Regions from separate parts of the Pan troglodytes genome. Here region 2 is linked to region 1. Evidence: chromatin contacts called from public Hi-C data. All regions are on one chromosome and are shown on one strand. Each heading gives the region's core, a stretch centred on a gene start, on an enhancer-like site or on the middle of the called end of the contact. The rest is flanking DNA. Distances are from core to core; before and after follow the strand shown. Region 1 overlaps ADGRL3 (adhesion G protein-coupled receptor L3). Region 2 holds the start of ADGRL3 (adhesion G protein-coupled receptor L3).

Region 1 (3,812 bases), core at 949-3,448:
TAGACCTCCAGCAATCCTCCTGCCTTGACCTCCCAGAGCACTGGGATTATGGGTGTGAAGCACTGTACCCAGCCCCCTTTTACTCATGTATTTGATTCCTCAAAGTAGTTCATTCATTCAGAATTTTTTTAAAAAATAATTTTTAATCATTATGGATATTTAATAGTGCACATTTATGGGGTACATATAATATTTGATACAAGCATACAATTTGTAAGGATCAGTTACTCCAGGGTAATTAGGGTGTCTGTCATCTCAAATATTTTTATTTATATGTGTTAGGAATATTACAATTCTACTCTTTTAGTTATTTTGAAATATACAATAAATTATTGTTGGTTATAGTCACCATATCTTGCTACTGAACACTAGATCTTATTCCCTCTACCTAACAGTATTTTTGTACCAACTAACCATCTTCTCTTCATCTTTCTCCTCTCCACTAATCTTCCCATCCTCTGGTAACCATCATTCTACTCTCTGTCTCCATTAGTTTAATATTTTTTTGATTTCTCATATATTACTGATAACATGCAATGTTTGTCTTTCTATGTTTGGCTTAAGAATTTCATCACTTTTTTATAGCTGGATATATTTCATTGTGTATGTGTAACCACATTTTCTTTATCCATTCATTCATTGATGGACACTTAGGTTGATTCCACATCTTGGCCATTGTGAATAGCGTTGCAATAAATATGGGAGTGCACATAGCTCTTCAATATACTTATTTTCTTTCTTTTCCACATATACCCAGCAGTGGGATTTCTGGATCATACGGTAGTTCTTTTAGTCTTTTGAGGGACCTTCATGCTGTTCTCCACAGTGGCTGCACTATTTATATTCCCACCAACAGACAAAGGTTCCCCTTTCTCCACATCCTCACCAGCATTTGTTATTGCCTGTTTTTGGATAACAGCCATTTTAACTGTGGGAGATGATATTTCATTGTAGTTATAATTTGCACTTCTCTGATGATTAGTGATGTTGAGCATTTTTCATTTACCCGTTGGTCATTTGCATATCTTCTTTTGAGAAATGTCTATTCACATCTTTTGCTCATTTTAAAATCAGATTGCTTTTTTTCCTGTTGAGTTATTAACCCTTGTCAGATGATAGTTTGCAAATATTTTCTCCCATTCTTGTGGGTTGTCTCCTCACTTTTTTATTGTTATTATGACTATAAAAATTAATAATTGTCCATAATTGAAACTTTATTTTTATAGGAGACCTGTATACTGGTGAATTGTATACAAAACAGCAAGGCAATTCATTGAGTTCTATTAGTTTTCGATTATTTCTTCCTAAGAAAATGATGAAGATGATTAAACTTTGGTAGCCAAGAAAAATTTCTATTTTTGGTCGAGTCTGAATTTTTTTGAGATTTTGGAAATCCTCTTTTTTATATTTTTATATCTTTGCTCAAATTATAAATATTGAGTCTTTCATTTTATTTCTGTAGATTGTTTTTTCTCTAATATATTCTGCAAATTGCTGAATGCCTCTTTTAGTTCATCTCAAGAGTAATTCTATAGCTTTGCATCTCTCTATCAAATCCACATATTATATATTAGTGTCCTCTGGACTCACATCACATCTTTTAATAAAAAAAAAACAAACAAAAATGTAAATCAGCAGAAAACCTGATGTTTTATATGGCAAGGATAATTAATGGTTAATAAATGTTGATACTGAATAGCTCCTGTAGTTTTCAGGAACTATAGAAGATGATGTCACCATATTTAGGAAGCATTGCTTACATGAAGCCCAGAAACTGAAGTTTACAGTATCATCTAATCTAAACTGCTTTAGAATCCTATATTGTATGGTCCTATTAAATGAAGTAGAAAGATCTTAAGCCTTAGAGTTTAACTCCAGTTCTATTACTTCCAAGATATATGGCCTTAAAGAGTTTAAATCACAGTTTATTTATTTGTTAAATGAGTAATTAGGCCTACTTTGTTATAGTATGAGGATTAAATAAAATAATGTATAAAAAGGCCCTAATACAAAGCCTTACACATTTAATCCTGGCAGAATGGGGTCATTAAAACATACCTTTAGGAATTAGAACCAAAAAAAAACCAAATGATCTGAATAGTAAGCAAAATTTAAAATACAACACCATCTTGGGGTCACTTACATTCCACAGTTCTTTTTCAAAGACTGCATTGTATATTCTTAATCCCCAGTGTGACAGTTTCTCTAATTATGAGTCTACACGTTTGTACACACATCCCATCATTATATTTAGGACTCACCCACTGGACTGTAACTAAGTCTTTAATGAGTTACTAATGAACATCTTAAGCTTAGATCAGCATTCAAAGAAAAATGTTAAAGGGTGTTGAAAAGCTATTCAAAGTGCAATTCTGTCACTTTTAATTAGACTCTAAGCCCAATAAAATATCCTGTCATCACTCTTCTAAGTTTGAAAAAATTGAATAGTGAGTGACAGATACACCCTCACTTTGGTATCATTAGTTTTATGTGAAGTTAAAAAGGGTAAATTCAGTGACCTAAATTAGAGAAATCATTGTTTTGACTAAATGTAAAGATAAAAATAACGTGCAAACATAAAATAGCATTTTACAACATTTCATTCTTTTTCTTGGACTCAGATGACTTTAAAACAGATTGATTTTGTTGTTGTGTTGGAGAATAACAGATGATGTGAGGAAAAAAACCTAATGATTAGATATGTAGGTTAAAAACGTAAAAATAAAAAAAAACCCTCTGTATTTATAAAAGAACAAATAGTCTGCTTTCACTCATTACTGATTCTCTCCAAGCTGTTAGAGATATCACAAGAGTAGTAAACATAAACATTACCTGAATTAGATCAGAACTAATCTTTAGTAGAGCTCTCCAAACAAATCGACAATGGTGGTGACAATTTAGCAATAATCATTTTTCTTCTTTTTTTTCTCCTTTTGAGAGGGAACTTGGTGAAACCATGCAGACCTTAAGGGCACATTATTTAATAATGAAGACAAATAATGCATAAAATTTAAAGCAACAGGCTGGTATGATGCTCTCCCTCCAGGGAACACTACACAATTGCTTAAAAGGAGGTCTTTTAGATTAGTTACAAAAGCTGGATTGTTGGAATAGCTGTGATAGCACAGATGTATTAGAGGTTACAGGCTGTTGGCAGGCTTTATGTTGTCCCTGTGCAGACAGATAAAAAACCACCATGTCGATTTTTAAAAGTAGGTGTCCAATAATAATCACATCCAACATAACGTAATCGATCATTTTGACATTTGAGCCTGTTAACATATTTGCTGTCTTGTTAAACAGAATTTAGGCATTCATAGAAACTAATGGAAATTAAGTTGTGATACGGTTTGGCTCTGTGGCCCCACCCAAATCTCATCTTGAATTGTACTTCTATGATTCCTACAGGTTGTGGGGGGGACTTTTAAACAGATTGAGTTTGTTGTGTGTATGTGTTGAGAAGGGTGGATGGGTGGCAAAAATATCTTACTACCATTAAAAAGCAAAACAGTTCTCATTCTTCTCAGCTGTCTTCAGAAATGCCAGTTATTATTTACTTAGGAGAGGGAGCTAGAACTCCCTAACAAAACAGACCTCTGTCAATATGTGGATCATTTTTGCTCATTTTGCCCACACATTAGTTACAATTGGCAGTATGATTAAGGCAGAGTGCCCATTACTATAGTTGTAAAGATTTTTAAAGGAAGAATTTACTTTACAACATTCTGAAAGTATAGTTGCCATACCATTAAAAAATTTATATTCTTGAGGAGAGGAGTAGAGGAAAAAAAAAGTCAATGTTCTCCAAATAA
Region 2 (3,856 bases), core at 824-3,323, 300 kb before region 1:
TTTTGCTTATTTGTGGTCAACTCCTCCGTGGTGAACACTTCCAATTACTTATTTAACTGACTATGCTTAGTTTTCAGTTAATATTTCATTTATATAGATACACATATATGTATATCTATGTGTGTACATATGTGTGTATAAATATACATGTAAAACTTTTACTTTGAAATTTCATTTTCCTGCATCCCTCCAGACCTCTGTTGTGTTAAAGATGATTCTAAAAACTGATCTATAGCTACTATTTATTTAATATTCTCATGCTACCACTAATAATCTTTAATATCTATATATTGTCATTATATATTTTTATCGATCTAAATAAATATTAAATATGTATTTAATGTTTCTGATGCTACCACTAATAATCTTTAATATCTATACTTGTCATTATATATATTATTACAATGTTATTTTTATTACTTGGTTGTTTTATTATACTTAATACAACCATTAAGCATTTGAGAAATGAATTGAGTAACTTCCATTTTTCCTCCTTTACAAATAAGAGCCTCTTGTCACAATTGGCTAGAGTTTACTCTTTCCAAAACTATTTAAGTAACAAGCGGCTCCAGATGTCAATTTGTATTTTCTTTAAGTACCCAGGGGAGTTCATGGATGTCCTGTATTAGGCAAATTCAAGTAGCATAACTTCAGCTTGTGAACATCTAGTTGGTCAGAATTCAGCAATATCATTAAATCTCCCTTCCCACCCCCAATTTTTTTAAAGGACTAACTATGCGCAAAGGACTGTAGATATAATCTTTCCTTATACAGATGATTAAAACTAGCAATTTGCATTCAAGAAAATCTGTAATCTGAAGAAGCAAATGGACAAACCATTAATGATTAAAAAGGAACAAGGAAAAAGGCAGAATAAAATAGGTGTTAGAGAAGAGATGTTATCAAAATGTTACAGGGTATCATGAAAGGAGTGATTTTTTGGGAAGGAGTCTTGGTGAGAAGAGGCTTCTTGGAGAACGTTGGATTGGAGTTGAGCTTTAAAGAATGAATGACATTTTAACTGTCACTTTGTGTTGGGTATGTTTTTAATTCTAATGAGATTTCAGGTTCTTCAGATATGCTAGGATTGATGTTACCTCTTAAAGAGCTCCTAGAAGTCGTTAGGTCATTCTAAATGTATACAATGAAATACAATTTGGGAAATTTAGCTACGGATGTAATGTGCTTGTTGAATGAATATGATAAATCTTAATGATTTGAGTGTACTGGTATAGAAAATAACATCTTAGCCATTTGAAATCACATTTTAGAGCAGGAAAAGACCTTACAAATTATGTACTCAACAGTCTCCTTTACAAAGAAGGCACCAAAAGGTTCAGCAATTGACCAAGGCCACTCATTTAACTTGACCAGACTTTTCCTCTGTCAGAAGGCATGGTTTTGGAATCCGCACCTTTCTGTATCCATTATGGTAATTTCCATTGATGATGTGAAATAAGATAATTGAATCTCCACGATTGTTCATCAGACAGGGATACTTTAAACCGTGCAATGAACTTGCAGGTCGAGTTAAGTTTGAAGGAACATAAAATTGACCAAAGGCAGGAAACATTTTCAGACTCGGTACTTGCATAATGAAAATACGGAATAATCCGCACCTGAAAAAATGAGACACTGGCAGGACTTTCAAGCTGATGTTTACTCACCTAGGGTGGAGTGGGAGAGGAAGACAAGAAGAGAAAGGGGGGAGGGAGGTGATGGAGAGTGGGAGGGGGAGAGAGGGAGGGAGGGACAGAGGAGGAAGTGGAGGAGAGAGAGAGAGAAAGAATGAGAGAGAGAGAGAGAGAGAGAGAGAGAGAGAGAGCGAGCGCCGAGGCGGGCCTCGAAGCCACTGGAGAGGTACCCTTTGTCTGACAAACCCTGAAAGGGAAGCCTCTAGTAGCAGCCCTCCCGTTCCCACCTCCAAGCGTTTGCCGAACTGCTAGGTGGAGCCCGCGCCGCGGAGCCCACGAGCACTCCATATCCGGGTTTTGCCGGCCACCCCTTTCCCTGGCGCGAGCCCCCTCCCCGGCTCTCGGAGCTCTCGCCGCTGGCCCGCCCGACCGCTGCTCATTCTGGCCTCCGCTCCGGCCCCGGCTGCGCCTACCCCGCGCGCAGGCTGCACGGCCCCCGCGCGCCCGCGCTCTGACCCGCTGTCTGCGCGTCGCCCCCCTCGCCTGCTGGCCCGGCACCGCTCGCTCCAGTTCCCAGGAGCGGGGATGCAGATGCTGCAGCTGGTCGGGGTGGGCGCCGCCGCCGCCGCCGCCGCTGCTGGTTTTTCTCGGACTGCTCGTTGCCTCCGCTCCGGCAGCTGCTGCCGCCGCCGCCGCCGCCTGTGACTCGCCCCCTCCCCTTTCTTTCTTCTCTTTTTGCCTTGGTCCTCTTCCTACGGGTGTGCGCGCGCGCGGGTTGCACGGTTTGCTTTGGCAGGAGCTCGCTCGTGTGTGCGCGTGTGTGAGTGTGCGTGTCTGGAGAGCGCCAGTGCCTCGCTCGCTCTTGGGGAGTCAAAGAAGAGAAAGAACCGAAGAGACAGCGGCGGCGGCGCGGAGCCCGGGGCCGCGCGATGAAGCTCCCACATGCCCGCAGCTGCCCGGCCCGGCCGGCGAGCTAATCATCCACCCCACGGGCTCGGGGCTCGCCGGCCCCCGGGACGCAGCCCTCGGCGGCCGGGCGCCCGCTCTGTCCGCGCGCCCCCTCCGTGCACCGGGGAAGGAGTTTGTGTGGCTCTCGCTCCGGCTGTCCGCGGAGGTTGCGGGCTTGAGAGGGGACCCTCGGCTGGGAGAGAACCTCGGGAGGACGAAGAGGAGGACGGTTTGGCGGAGAAGCCACCCCTGGCCCTCGCGGCTCCCCCTACCTATTCCATCGCTCCCGCTCCGAGGCGGAAAGGGGAGGACGTGGAAGAAGAAAAAGAAAGAGAAGGGGGGTGGGGTGGGAGAACTGGATATAAAGATCGGCTGGGGGGATGGTGGAAGATTTTTGGTCTCTTCGGCAGCGTCTTTTCTTAAGCGGCGGCGGCAGCAGCAGCAGCAAGAGGAGGAGAAGCAGCCCCAGCTATGACTGCCGCATGTTAATAGCTGCCGCTGGGTCCCTCGGCTCCTGCTGGAGACAGAGCCTGACTCCGAAGTTGTGCAACTGTGGACTGGGAGAGACATTTGAACCCTCTTTTCTTTTCGCTCCGCTTTTGCCCCCTTGGGGTGTGTGAAGCGAGGAACGTAAAGGAAGGCGAGCATTTGGCTCTCTTTTTCCTTCCCCTTTCTCCGTGGCTGTGTAGCGGAAGAAAGGGAAGAGAGACTTTTTGTTGTTGTTTCCTTGACTGGGGTCTCCACCCTCCTGCTGCTTTCTCTGTGCTTCGATTCTCGTTATTTGCCGCGTGTGGTTGGGGGTGTCTGCACAGGGGCCGGCCGGTCTTTTGCCCCGGGCTCAATGGCTGGATTGTGGAAACTGCACCCGCCTTCAGGTTGTTGAGCAACTGATGGGACGATCTCAGGGACCGGCGTTTACGAAAGGTAATTTATTCTTCGCACTCTTCATAATAGGGGTCGCCCTGGCCGGGCGCAGGCGGCGGCATCCACCGGGCGGGCAACAAGAGGGGGTGCGGGGTGCATGCACACTCGCCCTTCCACTCACACACCCGCCCTCACACACACACACTCATCCGGTCGTGGTGCGGGGCGGGAAGGGAACCTCCTGGCTGGTGGGCGCTCGGGTCTGGCGCGGGTTGGAGTTTTTTCCAGCCATTGGGCGATTTGACCGGCCGAGGGGAGTGAGGGGGATAAGAGACTGGGCGCATTCGCAGCTGCACACGCTGGGGAATAGGAACAGTTCCCACCCCGTTAATTTTCCCTCTCCTCTCACC

Evidence for each region. Hi-C and Micro-C count contacts between places; a contact is called where the count stands out from the background.
Region 2: a Hi-C map of stem cell-derived neural progenitor cells shows a contact between it and region 1, with 3 times the contacts expected there. The contact joins the promoter of ADGRL3 here to the enhancer-like site in region 1. A contact is called at or near these places in 1 of 7 Hi-C or Micro-C datasets (stem cell-derived neural progenitor cells) and 1 of 1 datasets of contacts at active chromatin or transcription factors (stem cell-derived excitatory neurons).

The regions. Positions count from the first base shown.
Region 1 is chr3:68,356,522-68,360,333 of NHGRI_mPanTro3-v2.0_pri, reverse strand. All of the region lies in intron 3 of ADGRL3 (adhesion G protein-coupled receptor L3), which reads left to right. Among named protein-coding and RNA genes, the nearest start is that of ADGRL3, 300 kb to the left of the region's middle. Within about 2 kb of position 2,198, at least 3 of the 24 cell types and tissues checked have an H3K27ac peak or open chromatin away from gene starts, as enhancers often do. A contact at or near this core is called in stem cell-derived neural progenitor cells, where this site is marked.
Region 2 is chr3:68,660,544-68,664,399 of NHGRI_mPanTro3-v2.0_pri, reverse strand. It overlaps ADGRL3 (adhesion G protein-coupled receptor L3), which reads left to right and starts at 2,073. Exons shown (of 26, transcript XM_054683096.1): 1 at 2,073-3,506.